2 separate regions of the Sus scrofa genome follow, and region 2 is linked to region 1. Evidence: chromatin contacts called from public HiChIP or PLAC-seq data. All regions are on one chromosome and are shown on one strand. Each heading gives the region's core, a stretch centred on a gene start, on an enhancer-like site or on the middle of the called end of the contact. The rest is flanking DNA. Distances are from core to core; before and after follow the strand shown.

Evidence for each region. HiChIP or PLAC-seq counts read pairs in DNA pulled down with a chosen protein or histone mark.
Region 2: an H3K27ac HiChIP or PLAC-seq map of alveolar macrophages shows a contact between it and region 1. The contact joins two enhancer-like sites. A contact is called at or near these places in 3 of 47 Hi-C or Micro-C datasets (embryonic fibroblasts, epiblast stem cells and heart right ventricle) and 2 of 2 datasets of contacts at active chromatin or transcription factors (alveolar macrophages and skeletal muscle).

The regions. Positions count from the first base shown.
Region 1 is chr5:21,861,062-21,864,586 of Sscrofa11.1, forward strand. The region is part of intron 1 of RBMS2 (RNA-binding motif, single-stranded-interacting protein 2); the gene reads left to right. Among named protein-coding and RNA genes, the nearest start is that of GLS2, 43 kb to the left of the region's middle. Within about 2 kb of position 1,635, at least 1 of the 83 cell types and tissues checked has an H3K27ac peak or open chromatin away from gene starts, as enhancers often do. A contact at or near this core is called in alveolar macrophages, where this site is marked.
Region 2 is chr5:21,929,981-21,933,300 of Sscrofa11.1, forward strand. It overlaps RBMS2 (RNA-binding motif, single-stranded-interacting protein 2), which reads left to right. Exons shown (of 17, transcript XM_021092894.1): 17 at 1-3,320. It overlaps BAZ2A (bromodomain adjacent to zinc finger domain protein 2A), which reads right to left. Exons shown (of 29, transcript XM_001927752.7): 29 at 2,547-3,320. Among named protein-coding and RNA genes, the nearest start is that of BAZ2A, 51 kb to the right of the region's middle. Within about 2 kb of position 1,846, at least 12 of the 83 cell types and tissues checked have an H3K27ac peak or open chromatin away from gene starts, as enhancers often do. A contact at or near this core is called in alveolar macrophages, where this site is marked.

The sequences.
Region 1 (3,525 bases), core at 385-2,884:
CTGTAACCACCGGCCTACGCCAGCGCCACAGCAACGTGGGATCCGAGCCGTGTCTGCAACCTACACCACAGCTCACGGCAACGCCGGATCGTTAACCCACTGAGCAAGGGCAGGGACCGAACCCGCAACTTCATGGTTCCTAGTCGGATTCGTTAACCACTGCACCACGACGGGAACTCCTTGTCTCTTTAGGTAGGTTTATTCCTAGGTGTTTTACTCTGTTTGATGTCATGGTAAATGGGATTGTTTCCCTCATTTCTCTTTCTGATCTTGCATTGTTAGTATATGGAAATGCAGTCATTTCTGTGTATTAATGTTGCATCCTGCAACTTTACCAAATTCATCGATGATCTCTAACAGTTTCCTGGTAGCATCTTTAGGATTTTCTCGGTATAGTATCCTGTCATCTGCAAACAGTGATAGTTTTACTTCTTCCTTTCCAATGTGGATTCCTTTTATTTTTCCTCTCTGATTGCCATGGCTAAGACTTCCAAAACTATGCTGAATGGTAGTGGTGAGAGCGGGCCTCCTTGTCTTGTTCCTGATCTTAGCGGGAATTCTTTCAGCTTTTCCCCATTGAGAATGATGTTAGCTGTGGGTTTGTCATATATGGCCTTTTATTTTATTTTTATTTTTATTTTTTTATTTTTTTGTCTTTTTTTTTTTGTTGTTGTTGTTGTTGTTGCTATTTCTTGGGCCGCTCCGGCGGCATATGGAGATTCCCAGGCTAGGAGTTGAATCGGAGCTGTAGCCACCAGCCTACGCCAGAGCCATAGCAACGCCGGATCCGAGCCGCGTCTGCAACCTACACCACAGCTCACGGCAACGCCGGATCGTTAACCCACTGAGCAAGGGCAGGGACCGAACCCGCAACCTCATGGTTCTTAGTCGGATTCGTTAACCACTGCGCCACGACGGGAACTCCAATATATATGGCCTTTTATTATGTTGAGGTAGGTTTCCCTCCATGCCCACTTTCTGGAAGGTTTTTGTGTGAAATTGGTGTTGGGTTTTGTGAAAAGCTTTTTCTGCATCTATTGAGAGGGTCATATGCTTTTGTTCTTCAGCTTGTTAATGTGATGGATGTATCACGCTGATTGATTTTCGGATACTGAAAAATCCTTGCCTCCCTGGGATAGATCCCACTTGATCATGGTGTACGATCCTTTTACTGTATTGCTGGATTTGGTTTGCTAGTATTTTGTTGAGGGTTTTTGCATCTGTGTTCATCAGTGATATTGGTGTAATTGTCTTTTTTTGTGGTATGTGTGTCTGCTTTTGGTATCAGGGTGATGGTGGCCTCACAGAATGAGTTTGGGAGGGTTCCTTCCTCTGCAGTTTTTTGGGAGAGTTTCAGAAGGATAGGTGTTAACCCTTCTCTAGATGTTTGATAGAATTCGCCTGTGAAGCCAACTGGTCCTGAACTTTTGTTTGTTGGATTTTTTTTGTCTTTTTGTCTTTTTTCATTTTCTAGGGCTGCACCAGCAGCATATGGAGGTTCCCAGGCTAGGGGTTGAATTGGAGCTGTAGCCACCGGGATCCAAGCCACGTCTGCGACCTACACCATAGCTCATGGCAATGCTGTGAGCAAGTCCAGTGATCAAACCCGCAACCTCATGGTTCCTAGTCAGATTCGTTAACCACTGTGTCGCAACAGGAACTCCTGTTGGACATTTTTTTAATCCGTTTCAATTTCAGTACTTGTAGTTGGTCTGTTCATCTTTTCTGTTTTGTCTTGCTTTAGTCTTGGAAGATGGTACTTTTCTAAGAATTTGTCTATTTCTTCCAGGTTGTCCATTTTATTGGTATATAGTTGCTTGTAGTAGTCTCTTATGATCCTTTGTATTTCTGCGATGTCTGTTGTAACTTCTCCTTTTTCCTTTCTAATGTTACTGTTTTGAGTCCTCTCTTTTTTTCTTGTTGAGTCTGGCTAAGGGTTTACCATTGTATTGATCTTTTCAAAGGAGCAGCTTTTCATTTTGTTGATCTTTTCTATGATTTTCTTCATTTCTATTTCATTTATCTGCTCTGATCTTTATGATTTCTTTCCTTCTGCTAACTTTGAGTTTTGTCTGTTCTCTCTCTAGCTCCTTTAGGTATAGAGGTTTTTTGAGATTTTTCTTGTTTCCTGAGGCAGGCTTGTATTGCTATAAACTTCCCTCTTAGAATTGCTTTGCTGCATCCTATAGGCTTTGGATTGTCGTGTCTTTGCTGTCATTTGCTTCTAGGCATTTTTTTAATTTCCTCTTTGATTTCTTCAGTGATCTCCTGGTTGTTTAGTAGTACTTTTTTTGTTTTTGTTTTTGTTTTGTCTTTTTAGGGCCACACCTGCAGCATATGGAGATTCCCAGGCTAGGGTCCAATCAGAGCTGTAGCTGCCGCCATGTGGGATCTGAGCCAGGTCTACGATGTACACCACAGCTCGTGGCAGCGCCAGTTCCTTAACCCACTGAGCCATGATGGGAACTCCCTAATAGCATGTTTAGTCTCCATGTGTTTGTGTTTTTTGCAGGATTTATCTTCTTGTTGATTTCCAGTCATACAGCATTGTAGTTGGAAAAGATGCTTGATATGATTTCAATTTTCTTAAATTCACCAAGGCTTGATTTGTGGCCCAGAATGTGATCTATCCTAGAGAATGTTCTCTGTGCACTTGAGAAAAATGTGTATTCTGCTGCTTGTGGATAGAATGTCCTATAAATATTAACTCCATCTGGTCTAATGCATCATTTAAGGCCTGTGTTTCCTTGTTGATTTTCTGTCTATTGCTCTAAGTGGAGTGTTAAAGCCCCCCACTATTACTGTGTTATTGTCAATATCTCCTTTTAAGGTTTTTAGCAGTTGCCTTATGTGTTGAGGTGATCCTATGTTGGGTGCATATATATTTATAACTATCTTCTTCTTGAATTGATCCTTTGATTTTTATGTAGTATTCTTCTTTGTCTCTTAAAATATTATTTTCAGGTCTGTTTTGTCTGATATGAGTATTGCTACTCCAACTTTCTTTTGATTACTGTTTGCATGGAATATTTTCTTCTATCCTCTCACTTTCCATTTGTTAGTGTCCCCAGAACTGATGTGGGTCCCTTGAAGACAGCATATTTATATGAGTCTTGTTTTTGTATCTGTTCAGTCAGTCCAAGTCTTTTGGTTGGGATGTTTGGTCCATTTACATTTAAGGTAATTATTGATATGTATGTTCTTATGGCCCTTTTATTGTTTTGGGTTTATTTTTGTTGGTCTTTTTTCTTCCCTTCTCTGTGGTTTGATGACTGTCTTTAGTGTTGTGTTTTGATTGCTTTTTCTTACTTGTGTGTCTATTACAGATTTTTGGTTTGTGGTTACCATGGGGTTTTTGATAGGGGAATCAATATATAAGATTGTTTTAAATTGCTGGTCTTTTCAATGCAAATGCATCTCCAGTATCCTGAATTTGTTCCCTCTTCTTCTCACAATTTCTAGTTCTGGGAGCATATTTGTGTATGGATAATTTCCTACCTTTATTATATATCTGCCTTTACTGGT
Region 2 (3,320 bases), core at 596-3,095, 69 kb after region 1:
CCCCACTTTCCCTTCCCTCCACCCACCCCAGAGTTGAGAGTCCCTGTGCCTCAAGTGTCCTTTTGTACATCCCTGGGGCAGGGCTTGGGAACAATATGTAGGACAAAAAGTGTAAAGGACAAAATTGCCGCTATTAATTTTCTCATGGGTACTTCCAATCTCAGGATTTCCCTAATGTCAAACAGCCCCATGCCCAGTAACCTTCTAGAAGGGTTTGTCTGGGCAGGTAGCTCTTGTTTCTGAGCTGTCTCTAGCCCTTAGTGAAGCCCATAGATTTCTTGCAGTGGCCTTGAAGAAAAGGAGAAGAATCTAGAATCCTAGTAACTTAATCCATAGTAGTTTGGGGAAGCCTTGCTTTGCTAGGTTTAGTGAAATTAGGGCCTTTCATGTGTAGAAACTGTTCATATCACTGCTGCCCCTCCTCTGCCTTCCAGAATTCCTAGTTCTGTCTACTTTCTCCATATTTAAATGTTTATATGGCTGTGGTTTTCTTTGTTTTACAATTCCAAAGTTACTTTTTGTGTGTTCTCTTCATGTGAATCTGCATAATGGATTCTGTTAGGAGTTCTGGTTTGGGCAGGCTTGGGCATGGGAAATGATGGAGAGCCTGGAGTTATTTTTGAAGTGGTTCATGGCATCGTGGAATTTCATTTGGGTATTTTGGGGATACACTCATGATATTTTTTCCCTAGTTGTTCTTTTTTTTTTTTGGGTGCACCCATGGCATGTGGAAGTTCCCAGGCCAGGGATCGAACTTGCACCACAGCAGTGACACCACCAAACCCTTAACCCACTCTGCCACAAGGGAGCTTCCTTTAAGTTCATTTTTAACAATTCTTAACATGGGTGAGTGATTGGAGAAAGGAGAGGAGGAATGAGGGATATTTTTTTTCTCATGAAATAGTGCAATGGTGGAAGAGTAATTGTGGAGAGTAGCCTTCAAGCTCACAGCCTAGAGCTGGGCTCTTTAAGCACTATGGCTGTGAAGTACCCACTTGGTAATAGCAGGTTAAGGAGTCAGCATTGCCACAGCTGTTGCAACTGAGGCACAGGTTTGATCCCTGGCCTGGGAATCTTTTCATGCCACAGATGCAGCCAAAAATCCACCCACCCCACCCCCGCAACATCATAAGCTCTGTCTTCTTGGAGCCCAGGTCATACCCTCTCTGTACTTCACATTTCACCCCCACTCATTACAGATGCTCACAACAGTCTTAAAATATTCTAGTACTTTGTGTTTTTCTATTTTCAGTCAAATAGAACGTATCAGAATCCCTCTCTCAGATGATGTATTCCTTTACTAGGCTCAGAGCCTGTTTGTCCCATCTCATACTAGTGCTATTACTGTTCCCTTCTCAACTCTGAGATGACACTCAACCCTGAGGCTAATTAGACTTTTTGGAAGAGGATGTAGGTCGAGGTTAGGGAAGATGTGGAAATGATGATGGGGAGACATGTTGTTTTTAAAGAGTGTTTTTAACCAAAGAATTTGGAGACACCCAGACTAGGAAGCCTGGTGCCTCTGAAGAAGTAATAAATAGCCCTTGTCAGTAACAGATGGGGTTCGCAGGGGACATTGCTTGCACTGAGGGTGACGACTAGCCTTTGCTGCCCTACCAACCTCCCTCACATTGGGCCACCTCAGCCCAGTTCCATTCTTCCTTTCCTGACTCATCACTGAGCTCATTCGGCCCTTCAGTGTCTGCAGTGCTCATTCTCTGCCACTTGAGTGTCATCCTTTTGGGGGCCCACTCCAAAAAGGCGCAGTGAGAACCCTTCCTGGAATAGAATGATCCAGGGATCCCGACAGTAGAATCTATGAGGGGGCGGAAATCTGCTCTCTTGTGCACTTGCCCCACCTTCTGGGAGAGCAGCAGCATTGCATTTATGAGAGGGCTGCTTTGACCTTCTCTGCCTAGAGCAGTAAACTTGCCTGGGAGACCAGGTCTAACTAAACCTGTCCCCAGACTTGCTAGATCGGCTCAGAGAGGGTGGGTTATTATGAAAGTCAGTCTGTAAGGACTAGCTCTTAAATCTTGTGCCTTATCACACTAATCCTTCCTCATTCCCTCTTAAACTAACTACTCCATTTCTGTGCTACTACCTTTAGGCCCTTCCAAGCATTAGTTGAACCCTCAGGTTTACTCAGCTTACCCACTCCTTTTGTAGAATGGTCTTCCTGCAGCAACTGAGACAGGCCTGTGAGCTCTATCACCATTCCCACCTTTGCTCAATGCTGTACCTCCCTAGGGGTGGTCCCCAACTATAGTAATGAGAAAGCTAGGTGCCGTCTCACCCCACTTAGCACTGCTCCTTCTCTCTGGCCTATCCACTTCCATTTTGAATAAACCTTCATTCTCCAGACACATCCCCAGATCTTCCTTGTCCTTGTTACAGATCTACCTCACAGTGTTACAGTTCAACAAGGGCACAAGCACCTGGTTTACTCTTTCCTTCCTTTACTCTGTTTTTCCCTTCATGAAGGTTAGGAAGCTGGGGGCTAGAAAGGGCTCATAGTCAAATGTAAAAACTCTTTTGGTTATTTCTTTTTTTTTTTTTTTAATCACTGCTACAAACCCATGCCCTATTTCATGAGTGCATTTAAGATTAAATAATTTTTTATTCCATTAACTTTGTCAGTCTTTTTTTTTTTTTTTTGGCTTTTTGTCTTTTTAGGGCTGCACCCATGGCGTATGGAGGTTCCCAGGCTAGGGGTCTAATTGGAGCTACAGCTGCTGGCCTACGCCAGAGCCACAGCAACGCCAGATCCAAGCCACGTCTGCGACTACACCACAGCTCATGGTAATGCCCACTGAGCGAGGCCAGGGATGGAGCCCGCAACCTCACCTAGTTGGACTGTTTATGCTGTGCCACGACAGGGACTCCTCTTTTGGTTATTTCTACTTCTGAAATATCTTACGAGATTTTTACCTCATTTATCACTCCAGAATAGTGTAGACTCTTCAGTTAGGTTTTGCTGTGGTAGGCCAGGGGGTAGGGTAGCCCAAGTAATAACTACCTAGGATATTAACTAATGCTTGGAAGGCACCCCCAGGAACAATGACACTGGAGCAGAGCTCAGAACCTGAGAGGCTGAGAGAGTTGGCCAGTTAGTGGCTGTCATTCTGCTGAGAAGGTAAGCATGCACTCAGGGCTGAAAGCAGAGATGTTCCTTCTCCACCTATTCATTAGTTTAATTTGTCACCAAACAAAACCTCCAGTCTGGAGGGTGATAAGCTTTCCTAGCCTAAGTAAAGAAAGTTCTCCCTCAATTACTGATGCCCACATCCCAACACACACCTTTTTTTGACTGCTCTCTC